2 separate regions of the Mus musculus genome follow, and region 1 is linked to region 2. The links are chromatin contacts, called in public HiChIP or PLAC-seq maps. All regions are on one chromosome and are shown on one strand. Each heading gives the region's core, a stretch centred on a gene start, on an enhancer-like site or on the middle of the called end of the contact. The rest is flanking DNA. Distances are from core to core; before and after follow the strand shown. Region 1 overlaps Lrrk2 (leucine-rich repeat kinase 2). Region 2 holds the start of Abcd2 (ATP-binding cassette, sub-family D (ALD), member 2).

Region 1 (6,190 bases), core at 961-3,460, 560 kb before region 2:
ACAGTCTATAATCCTACTAACTATCATGCTTTTCGTCATTTCTCACAAATTAAGACGACATAAAACTTCAATTTCAAGATTATGTTTTAAGTTTAGGAAGGAAACTGACCTACAGAAACAAGTGAATGTCCCACAGGAAGCAAATCAAGCGGGGGGGGGGGGGGGGGGAGTACTGAAGGGCGGGTACCAGGCAGCAAAAAAGATGGCTGCTCAGGCAATGGGCTGGAGAGAATCGAAAGGGAAGCAGTTCAAACCGACTGCGTTGTTGACCTTTCTCCTTTCGCCTGGTAACGGACTCATTTCTGGGCCGATGTAAGGAAGAAAAGCAAAACCCCTTCTAAAGAGCATAGGTTTATGTTTATAAATACAAGGAAAGATTGGGAGAGAGTTAAGTTGGAAGGAAAAGACAAATGAGATGGGGCTGGGTGCTCTCTAATAGACTCAAAGCTGCTCCTTGAAGAAGGGTTGCAAGCGTCACCCAGAAACAAGGTCCCAGATAGGTGGGCTGACGCGCCTCTCTCAGAAAGAACCAGCGAAGCAAGCCAGCGCATGCTCAAACCAGCATGCCAGAATGAGGAAGCCGTTAGCACCACCCATTCCTTTTTAATAATACTGCCATTCTAGGAAGCATGTTTTTCTCCTCTGTATGGAGTTGCTTGAAAGGCTCTTATGTACATAGAAGGAATCTGGCCTTACTGATTGACAGGGATAATAACTTGCAGCTGTCTCAGCGGAGTTTGAACCTGGATTACTGACTGGGTCACCTCCCTACAGCAGCAACAGCCCACACCACAGACCCAAGCATCTCTCTTACAGGCTTGCTTCAACCAAATTCAGGCTTTTACAAAACAAATTCGCCTTCTGAAATGGACTTTTAAATACCAGCCCCTGGGGCACTACAGAGACAAACCCATCCACAGATGGCCCATTTCTGAGACGACCAGAATCTGTGAGAGTGTGACAGAGCTGAGCTGACAGGGCAGGGCGCTGCAGTGCACAGCGGGAGTTTATCATTCAACATCCAAATTGGAGCTGTTCTGAGAGTGCGCGCCTGTGGCCCAGTAAGTAATTTCTCTGGGATATGCAAACCTAACAGGGCTCTGGTTACATCCTGATATCTCCAGAGCCAACAGAGAGACAATCATTGTGTTTGCCATGCTGAAGTACCCAGAGCGTTCTCTAGAAATCTCAACCGTATTCCCTTCCTGTGAACTCTAGAAAGGAGCACTCTTCCTAGTGACCCATGTATTAATATTTTCCTAAACATGGGGTTTATCAAAGAGATTGTCAGGAATTTAAAACACAAGTCTCGGGATGAAACTTAGCTTATACGAATTCGGTAATTATTTATAGATTGCTGAAAACCAACCAGTAGGCTTGGCAACTGGCAACGTTAAAAGGCAAAAGTTGGAATGGAAAAAAAATTGAAACCATCTGAACTAAAGTTATAAAGGAATCACATAGACTGATCGAGATACAAACAGGACAGGAACTCTCAAAGGAAGCGCCTAGAGTGGTCAGTGGTTCTCAACCTGTGGGTCGTGACCCCTATAGGGGCGGGAAGGGAGGCAAGTCAAACGATCCTTTCACGTGAGCCCTCCAAAATAACACTTTCACAGTGGTCACCTCGGATGATTGGAAGACACAGATATTTACATTATGATTCATAAAGGTATTTATGAATTCATAAAGGTATTTCACAACTATAGTTATGAAGTAGCATCAAAAATAATTTTATGATTGAGCGTCGCAACACGAGGAACTGTGTTAAAGAAAGGATTGTAGTGTTAGGAAGGTGGGAACTTCTGTGCTAGATAGGACCGAGTGTCGCAGAGGACAGGAGGCCCAGACACCACCTTCTCTTTTAGCCTCTGGATGGAACCCCTGGAGAGGAAGATTTTCTCGGTGTCCTGGCAATTCCTCTCCTTCTTCTCAGGATCCTCTAGTTATTTTTATTCCCACTTCTATGAATTATAAATGAAGTGCGGCATAAATAAATAATTTTTAAATGAAAGTACTTTTATCGTTTTGAGCTATGAAAAAAAAAACCCTACAATTTCCAGATAATTGCTCTCTCCTCAAGGTTTCTGACATTTCTAAGCAGAGGCATAATATGACAAAAAGAGAAAGGCTTACTTAACTAGCAGCCTGCAAGAGGCACACACTCGCCCACCTTGACCATCTAGTAGCCTGCAGGGGGCGCCCATCCTCCCACCTTGAAATTAAGGCTCTCATTTATGATGGTTTTCCGAAGCTTTGCCAGCGCATCTGACTCCTCGGTGGCATTCACAAAGTGGTAGTCCCGGATGGTGGGGAATCCTCGCTTATTTAGGAGTTCCTTCGTGATTTTGCTTATGCACGCTTTCCGCTGCTTCTCATCAGAAACATCCAAATGTGTGCCCACCAGAATCACCGGGGAAGAAGAGGCACGAGCCTAAGGGAACAGAGACAAGACACTTCCTGTTTCCGGGGAGGAAAAACCTTCCTGGTTACATTTATGCTGAAATCTGCTATGTAGGATGCTACGTGCTGCAGCAATGACAGACTCAAGGACTTCAGAGTCACATAATAACAGCTGTCTTTCCTTGCTGCTAGTGTGTGAATCTTGAAATGCAACCGTGTGACACAGCAGCGTCTTGAGAGCTATATGAGAGGCTCAACTCCCAAGGACAGAGCCCAAAGAACACGTTTGAAGGTCCTCACAGGAACCGGGATGTTAGGTCCCCTCCCTGTTCCTTTGCCATAGAGCATGAGAACTCTTGCCCTTCCACCTCCCGCCATGAAATGGCATATCAAGAATGGCCTCACAGATTCCAGCCCCAAGGTGCTAGACTTCCCTCCCTTCGGAAATGTATGAGAGAAATCTCTGTAATTTGTAAACCACTCCAGCTTGGGTGGGCTGTTACAGCCGCAACTGAGATTACTCCCTTAAACCTAAATAAATATGATAATCACAAAACAATTTAAAAATTATTATTATTATGCCCTTAATAGTCCAACTCTTACCACTTCCAGAATCCCACATAACCACCATAGTATAGCATTCCTTTTATTTTAATGTTTGCTCAGAGCAAGTTGTTTGCAAGCTGCACTTCTAAATAAAGCGAACATTCAGGAAACTTCAAGCTACATCAGAAGCAGTGCAAACTGCTTCCATTTCTTTCTTTAGCTGAGAATTTTATGCCCTGAATTCACTTTAAAGTCATGAAATTTGGAGAATGGAAGACAAAACCCACAGAAGCAAGCCGAATTGCCACCGTACTATTTGGCTAAGTTTCTGTGTGAACTATAATAATGTCAAGAAAACACGGGCTTAAGGAAGATCCAAATTACCAGATAACAGCCCAGGAGCTACCAAATCCTGTGCCCAGATGTCATCCTTGGTGCAAGCTCTCCTGAGAAGTTTACTCCCAGAACTGTTCCCTGGGGCAACAGACAGCAATCACAGGGACTCTTGTCACAGTCTCCATTCAAAAGGTCATATTGAAAGGAAGAGCTGTCACCAGTGCAGCAGGTAGACATTCAAGAAATAATAAAACAGAGAGACCAAAGATAGGAGACACACAGTCTGGGGCTGTTCAAGAGGCAGGATCTGAGCGCTTCCCACTAAAAGGTCACTGAAAATATACTGGACATGTGCAGAGTATGTGTGATATTAATTCCGTTTTAAGTTGGGGGAGTTGGTATGTCGGTTAACAAAATAGCATGATTAGAATCAGTTGTGCTTTCAGATTTTACACCGTAACAGGATTTCAGAGCCTAGTGACATGTAACTGTGTGGGATTCCCTCTTCCATATCATTTCTCAAACTCTGAATGCTTCTAATGTAGAAATAAAGAAAGAGAGAGAGGGAGAAGGGGAGAAGGGAAGGGAGAGGGAGAGGAAGGGAGGGAAGAAGGGAGGGAGAGAGAGAACATTTAAAACAATTGAAGGAACTGTTTTTGTTTTGTTTTGTTTTGTTTTCAGATATATCATGTTATAAAGACATTTTTAAAAAATAACAGAATGTAACTGGGCATGGGAGGACACATCTTTAAACTCAACACTCAAAAATTAGAGGCAGGCAAATCTTTGTCCATCTAAGGCCTTCCTGATCATTCATAGAGAGTTTCAGGGCATCCAGGGACACATAAGTGAGCCTTAGCCTCAACAAAACCCCAGAAGCATAGCATACAGTAGTGAGCAATGATCACACTCTAGTCCCACGTGATCAGAAGAAATCACCTTGATATTGAAGAGCCAGGGCTTCATGGCGTCCACCTCTGCCTGCCCCTTGCTGAGATCATAGACAGCCAGGTAGAGGGCTCTCTGGGTCATGAAGTGGGGGTGAGTGCTGTAGAATTCCTCACGACCTAGAAGGAGATATCAGAGGTTTGAGTCTTTCCCATAGTAGGTAGGACTCGTTACGAAATAATGAGGGGGCACAGCAAATCCTTTGGAGGAGGGCAAACAACAGACATCATTCCCATGACAGCTTTGAGAACCACGATTAGCTGCCAACCAAGCAATTTAGACCTCTCTGCTGGGGGCTGGCATTGCTCTCTGTGGAGTGTCCATTCTGGTGACAAGGGCAAAATGGGCTTGGGATAATCTTATAGGATCCACCAGTTCTTTTTCTACTGGATCAGGAAACTGGGTTTTAAAATTTCTATTCAAGACGAAAGCTAAAACAGCATCTTGAGTACCTGCAAAATCCCACACGTTTAGAACCAGGTCCTTTCTCCTTTTGCCCCGTATTTGGATGGACCAGTCTCGCACGTCTATGCCGACTGTGGCACCCTGCATGCCAAGTTCTGGTTTCTTCATTTTCATGAGTTGTTGCAGTAAAGTGGTCTTACCGCTCCCCGTATTTCCCACAATCATGAGCTTCATTCGGTTGTAGGGTACAGCCTTTTTCAGACGTTGTTGTAGAAACCTGGATAAAGAGAAGCCACATAGCAGCCTACCGAGGCATGTGCCAGGCCTAAGTTGTTCCACAGAGAGTGTGTAAACTCAAGCATGTGAAACTGTAACCAGAACCAACAACACACATGCCTTCTATTCTATTAGTAGTTTCACAGTAGTCAATGATATTTTTTAGCACTGACAATGATGTATGGCATGCTATATCATCACCAGTTATAATCAAAATCCCCAAATCTGTTTGCAATATCTATTAAGATGCAATGTGTACATAGATACATATACACGTGTAAATGTGGGAGGATATTTAAACAGTACAAGGAAAAGCTTAACCATTATAAAGTTTAAACTTTACAGTAGCACAGAATCAAATAAGTGTATAAATCAAAGCCCATTTTAATGAAGGTTTGAAAATGAGGCAGCCTTGGTTGTGTTATATACACATATGTACACATACATACATATGTGTACATATGTGCATATATTGTAAGTATAGTACAAAATAGATATTTATATATGGCATTGTGATACAAAGAGTGTCATTAGTCCTGTATACAAGAACACAAGGTCATTATCTGTTCATTTGAACTATATAAGCTATTAAACTATCAAATAATTTTAACATTGCTATTCTCAGTAAACTTAATGTAAAATTAGCTGAAACTAAATCAATGTGCTAGATGGCTCCAGAAAAAACTCACTTAAAATTTAAAGGTACCAGTAGTTTTAAAAATATAACAGATATAGAAAATACATTCGAAACTGTGCTAGCTCTTGCCACATTTTAATATCTTTATTTTTGAGATTATAATATTAATTATATCATTTCCTCCTTCGTCTTCCAAACCTTCCCATAAACCCTTCTTTGTTCTCTTTCTAGTCCAGGGCCTCTTTTTATTTATTTTTTTATTTATTCTTTTTTACATTTTAAAAATTATCTTTAATCTTTTTTTTTTCCACAGGCTAGAAAAAAAATTATCCCCCTCCTGGTCCACTCTCCTACAGTTGCTCATCTCATTCCTCCTCCTCCATCTCTGTCTCCAACAGGATGTTCCCACTCCCCCCTCCTCACCCTGCCAGGTCTCCCCACTCCCCGAGGCCTCAAGTCTCTCCAGGGTTAGGTGCCTCTTCTCTCACTGAGGCCAGACCAGGCAGTCCTCCACTGCATATGTGCCGGTGGCCTTGGAACAGCTCGTGTATGTTGCTTGGTTGGTGCCATAGCCTCTTTTTAAATTAGAAACCAAACTGTGTCATAAGAGAACTTTAAGGAATAATGACTAATCGGTGC
Region 2 (6,331 bases), core at 2,883-5,382:
AATCAAATCACACGCTGACCCTTTCCATAACTCTAATATCTGACCTTCAGCCTTCCTTGTACCACAAATCCCATGTCAATTTTTTTTTGTCTTGATTACTTTCTTATTTAATTCTTTTCACAAGTCTCTTACCTCTGGAATTCAAAAGTTGTTTCTGCAACATTATGCTCCAATACATTCATTATCTGGCCTACTGTTTTAGGGTTTCTATTTCTATGAAAAGACATCATGACCATGGAAACACTTATAAAAGAAAACATTTAATTGGTGCTAGCTTACAGTTCAGTGGTTTAGTCCATTATCATCATGACAGGGAGCATGGTAGCAAACAGGTAGACATTGTGCTCAAGAGGTAGCTGGGAGTTCTACATCTGGATCTGCAGGATGCAGGGAGACCTGGCTTGAGCATTTGAAACCTCAAAGCTCATCCCTGGTGACACATTTCCTCCAACAAGGCCACATCTTTTAACAGTGCCACTCCCTGGTGACCAAGCTTTCAAATACATGAATCTACATGAGCTTACATCTTTAATGTCCTTTTGACCTAGATTTCCTGCTCACCAGCCTTTCTCTGATATGGCTGCTTCTTGTTTTTCAGTGATGAATGGTATTTCCTCCAGCAGCCAGCTGCTGTCTAACCTAGTCAGTCATTCAGCCTGCATGAATATCCTGCCATTAACCTTAGTGAGGTATATCCTGTCCTCTGTCCTTTCCAGATGCACTTAACCCTTCTATGTTTAGCTACCAGAAGATGTGACAGAAATGATTTAGTTGTATGTGTGTAAAAGAGTCTTATTTTCATGCACCAATAGCATGATCCAAGGAATAAAATATTTTGTCAATAATTATTATGACTCCACAGTCTCCACATTTGGGCTTAGAAAAATCAATCCCTTGCCCGGTGTTGAGAAATGAAAACCTCAATGCTTCAAGCACCGTGGGCAAGCACTTTAAACACAAAACCATATTACAGCCCAGAAAGTCCTTTATTATTTTTAATTTTTAAAGTTAAAATATAATTACATCCCCAGCAAATGTTTCCTCCCTCCAACTCCTCCTATATCCTGCAACTGCTTCTTAAATTCATGGCCTCTTTTTCTTTAATTGTTATTGTTACACACACACACACACATACATGTACTTTCATAATTATATAAATAAAACCTATTGTGCCCATTTAATGTTGCTTGTATTTATATGATTTCACGGTTGAGCACTTAGTATGGGATGACCAGTTAGGGGCTCATTCATCTCTGTGGAAGTCTATTTCTCCCTTTCTTAGCTCTCCTTAGTTGCCTGCAGTTTTTTGTCTAGGCCAAGGATCTGCTTAAGAGTTCCACTTCCGGACACATGCTCCACTATGTTATAATAGCCAGAAGCTGGAAAGAACCCAGATGTCCTTCAAAAGAGGAATAGATACAGAAAATGTGGTACAATTACACAATGGAGTACTAATCAGCTATTAAAAACAATGAATTTATGAAATTCTTAGGCAAAAGGATGGGACTAGAAAATATCATCCTGAGTGAGGTAACCCAATCACAAAAGAACACACATGGTATGCACTCACTGATAAGTGATTATTAGCCCAAGATACAATTCAAAAACCACATGAAGCTCAAGAAAAAGGAAGACCAAAGTATGGGTGCTTTGGTCCTGCTTAGAAGAGGTAACAAAAAACTCACAGGAGCAAATATGGAGACAAAGTGTGAAACAGAGACTGAACAAAAGGCCATCCAGAGATTGCCCCACCTGGGGACCCATCCCATATACAGTCACCAAACGCAGACACTATTGTGGATACCAACAAGTGCTTGCTGACAGGATCCTGATATAACTGTTTCCTGAGAGGCTCTGCCAGAGCCTGACATATACAAAGGTGGATGCTCACAGCCAACCATTAAACTGACCACTGGGTCCCCAATGGAGGAGTTAGAGAAAGGACTGAAGGAGATGAAGGGGTTTGCAACTCCATAGGAAGAACAACAAAATCAACCAGGGACTAAACCACCAATCAAGGAGTACACATGAGGGACCCATGGCTCCAGCCACATATGTAGCAGAGGACTGCCTTGGTGGGCATCAATGGGAGAAGAGGCCCTTGGTCCTGTGTTAGCTGGAGTTCCCAGTGTAGGGGAATTTGAGGCGGGAGTGGGTGGGTGGAGACACACCCTCATAGAAACAGTTAGAGAAGGGATGGGATAGGGAGATTCTGGGGGGAAATTGGGAAAGGGGATAACATTTGAAATGTAGATAAATAAAATATCCAATTAAAAAAAAGAGTTCCACTTCCATATTTCCATGTCTTCTGGTGTTGTGTTGGTCCTGGTCCTGTTTAAGCAGCTATGCAGTTAAAAGGATCCTAGGTGAAGCTCCCCTGCTATTTCTAGGAGACATACTTTCACAGCAGATTTTCTGGTCCTCTGGCTCTTCCAGTCTTCCCACCACTCTACCCTGATGTTTCCTGGACCCTAGATGCAAGAGATGCGCTGCTGTAGATGTATTAATTGGCAGCCCAGGGAGTCTTATCAGCATTGCTTGAGTGTGCTAATATGACCAAATACCAAAGATATGTGTCATTTGTATGTTGGTACATCTGTTAAGTTGGATGCAAATAAAAGACCTCTGGATAACAAACAATTCTTAGATTTAATATATGTATGCCAAAGAGCTCAAAAGAATACTGTTTTTTAAAAATCATTCTTGGTAAAGGCAATTCTTTGACTCATGTCTAATGAACAATAACGATCACAAGACATTGGGGCACATATTCTAGCAGGGAGGTTTGCAGACTTCTATATACAATGTTTTTTTTTAAACAACTGACTATTTTATTTAATGTCTACACCCACTTCCCAGAATAGCATCGTTTCCATTTTACAGATAGAAGGCAAAGCTGAAGCACAGAGAGGACTAGTAACGAACACACAAGTGACCCGTTGTGATGTGACAATCACCATGTAGCTATCTTTCACTTCTTTAAATCAGGACAGATGTGGGGGTGTCAAAGTGCACTCCTGCCCTGGAACTACTATGGAGGATCAAAAGGGAGAGTCTGTGCATAATAAGGCCCAAGTATAAAATGATGCTTAGCTTAAGGGTCAAATAACACTAGCAGGTTAAAATAAGCCGTTCTACCTAACTGTGCTGGGCTCTGGCTTAAATGCACACCTTCAGGATAAGCCAGTCGTTGGAAAGACAGAAGAGAGGAGCAGAGAAAGGCTCTATCATGCAAAATCACCTTTGCCTTGCCTTCAAAAAAAGACCTTCAATTTATTAAAAATTATACAAAGTTTTGCTTGACTATTGATCCTTATGCCTTCCACTGGGAATGTGAATAATTTTTAAACTTTCTTGATTGTTGTCAAACAGCAAAAATGTTCATAGGAAGAAGCCAGCAGATTATCTCTGAGCCTAAAGAAAAACATGAAGAAAAAAAAAAAAAGTCTTGAAGAAATGCTTCCTAAAAATTGTTTTCCATCATAGGATCCCAGTTCGATTTCCCAGCTGATAAAATTCTTAAATTACCTCCAAACAAAAACAAACAAACAAACAAACAAAACACAAGGGAGATTTTTAAGTCACTTCGTAAGCAAATATTAATGTGTCAGATAACATTGCTAAACATAATCGTGGAGCAGAAAGAACTTTATTATCAGGACAAGTTAGTACCAAGGGATCTTGGGGAAGAACTCTGGGTGTAGCTCTGAGTGACTGTTTTCTGTAATACCCAAGCTCGCCTCCAGCTTATTTACAATAGCAGCCAATCTAATAGTTTCTGTGAATATCTGGGGAGAGTCGAAACAAGGGCGAAGGGCGGGAGTGAGGGGGGGGGGGGACAACATCTTCTGAACAAAACATTCTCAAGGATACATGTTTGCTATTTTGTCTTATGCCTCTCGCTGTTATCACTCTCTTGTCTGACTCCTTTCCCTGGGCCGGTTCCGTTAATCCTCTTGAGGCTCCTCCCTCCTCTCGCTGTTTCTTTCTCTCTGGGCTCATTAAAGCTGCTGCAATCCTTCCTTCCCTCTGCCTTCCCCTTTGTAGAAATCTTAGAGACGGGATGTATATTCTGAAACTTCTGAGGGTTTCTAAGTGCCGCTGAGCATGCTCAGTAGCTCTAAGGGAAGGTTTGTTCTCCAGCAGCTGACCTCATTCGACCTCTCCAGAAATAGATATTTAACTCTCTGAACTCCTGTTTAAGTATAGGATTTGTTTTGGCTCTCTCTTCGTTTTTAAGGTTCAAAGGGAAGAGGCCAGGAGTCCAGGGTCTCACCGCCCACGCAGCCAATGAGACGCCTGTGGGTGGAGCCTGGCCAGCTCTGGCTGCTGAGGGACTCGCCCCCGGAGGATGCGGTGGAGTTTGTGCTTTGCTGCATCCGTCACTGAAGAACAAAATAAGAGTAAAGGAGACAAGCTGCAGAGCATGGGAGGCTGTGGGGTCTTCTGAAACCTTTGCTGGGCTTTCCGCGGAGCATGAGCTTTTAAAACGAATTCTTTTCAAAGAAACCCATTTGTGTAGCTGGAAAAATGATACACATGCTAAATGCAGCAGCCTATCGGGTGAAATGGACCAGATCCGGTGCTGCTAAAAGGGCTGCCTGCCTGGTGGCTGCGGCATATGCTCTGAAAACCCTCTATCCCATCATTGGCAAGCGTTTAAAGCAGCCTGGCCACAGGAAGGCAAAAGCAGAAGCTTACTCGCCTGCAGAGAACAGAGAAATACTGCATTGCACGGAGATCATCTGTAAAAAACCTGCGCCGGGACTAAATGCAGCTTTTTTCAAACAGCTACTAGAACTTCGGAAAATCCTCTTTCCAAAACTTGTGACCACTGAAACGGGGTGGCTCTGCCTCCACTCGGTGGCTCTAATCTCAAGAACATTTCTCTCTATTTATGTGGCTGGTCTGGATGGGAAAATCGTGAAAAGCATCGTGGAAAAGAAGCCTCGGACTTTCATCATCAAATTAATCAAGTGGCTTATGATTGCTATCCCTGCTACCTTTGTCAACAGTGCTATCAGGTACCTGGAATGCAAACTGGCATTGGCCTTTAGAACTCGCTTAGTAGACCATGCCTATGAGACCTATTTCGCAAATCAGACTTATTATAAGGTGATAAATATGGATGGGAGGCTGGCAAACCCTGACCAGTCTCTTACCGAAGACATTATGATGTTCTCGCAATCTGTGGCTCACCTGTATTCCAACCTTACCAAACCTATTTTAGATGTCATTCTAACCTCCTATACTCTCATCCGGACAGCTACATCCAGAGGAGCAAGCCCTATAGGGCCCACCCTGTTAGCAGGACTTGTCGTGTATGCCACTGCTAAAGTACTGAAAGCTTGCTCGCCCAAATTTGGTTCGCTGGTGGCTGAAGAAGCCCACAGGAAAGGCTACCTGCGGTATGTCCACTCCCGAATCATAGCCAATGTAGAAGAAATTGCCTTCTACAGAGGACATAAGGTAAGACAGGCATTAAAGCAACGGGTGAAATGTGAGACTGTTCAGGCAGCCACTGCACTGCCAGATACCATCTGTTGTCTTGTTGACAGACCCACTTTCTGAGCATTTTACAGTCCCCGTGCCCCCCGCTCCACCCCCACCCGCCGTCCCCGTAGCTAAATCATGCTAAAATACATGAGCCCTTTAAATCGCCAGCCAGGAGAGAATGAAAGAGTCCAAACTTCTCTGAAGTTTCATGAGAATAAAATGTCTATTCTTTTTTAAGTAAGCGGTCTTCATAGCCTCTGTTACTCTAGTGTGACTGTAATGAATGAGCTCAAAGGCTTTTTCTTAAAACTTAAGTACTAACTTGGTGAAGGGTTCTGCACATTGTGAAGTCCATGCACTTTTAGGAACTGAGAGTAAACTTCTTTGGATTGAGAGGGAGATGTTGGAGTATCCTTTGTCGTTCTTTTGTGTTGGGGGATGGGGAGGGGGCGAGAACTGCTTTCAAAGAAAAAAACAGTTCAGACACTTTTGCAAGACTGATCAATGAGAGTGGTGTGCAGATGAGGAAATGTAGAGGAGTGTCTCACGAAATGGCCTTTACTTTTAACTTTGGCTGAGGACATAATTTTGACAGAGATAATTAAATTTTGCCTAGGAGAGGAGTAAAAACTAAGATTAGCGAGGACAGGAGTAGGAAGGAGCACCGCGGTGCTATTTTTAAATGGTACCGATCTTCAACAGTCGAATAATTAGCCCAGTTATGTAAAATCGTAGTGTCTTATAGTGGCTTCACAATGTTGAGTATGGTATAAATTGGGGGTGAGGACATCTGAAATACAATACCAATGGTTTGGCAAGATAGAGAGGAGTATTT

What was found. HiChIP or PLAC-seq counts read pairs in DNA pulled down with a chosen protein or histone mark.
Region 1: an H3K4me3 HiChIP or PLAC-seq map of forebrain shows a contact between it and region 2, with 6 times the contacts expected there. The contact joins the enhancer-like site here to the promoter of Abcd2 in region 2. A contact is called at or near these places in 2 of 39 promoter capture datasets (cranial neural crest and hippocampal neurons), 2 of 115 datasets of contacts at active chromatin or transcription factors (astrocytes and forebrain) and 1 of 9 other capture datasets (adipose tissue).

What each region holds. Positions count from the first base shown.
Region 1 is chr15:91,748,386-91,754,575 of GRCm38.p6, reverse strand. It overlaps Lrrk2 (leucine-rich repeat kinase 2), which reads right to left. Exons shown (of 51, transcript NM_025730.3): 29 at 4,686-4,915; 30 at 4,225-4,352; 31 at 2,216-2,434. Among named protein-coding and RNA genes, the nearest start is that of Lrrk2, 78 kb to the right of the region's middle. Within about 2 kb of position 2,210, at least 17 of the 459 cell types and tissues checked have an H3K27ac peak or open chromatin away from gene starts, as enhancers often do. A contact at or near this core is called in forebrain, where this site is marked.
Region 2 is chr15:91,189,808-91,196,138 of GRCm38.p6, reverse strand. It overlaps Abcd2 (ATP-binding cassette, sub-family D (ALD), member 2), which reads left to right and starts at 4,132. Exons shown (of 10, transcript NM_011994.3): 1 at 4,132-5,469. The coding sequence starts at 4,531.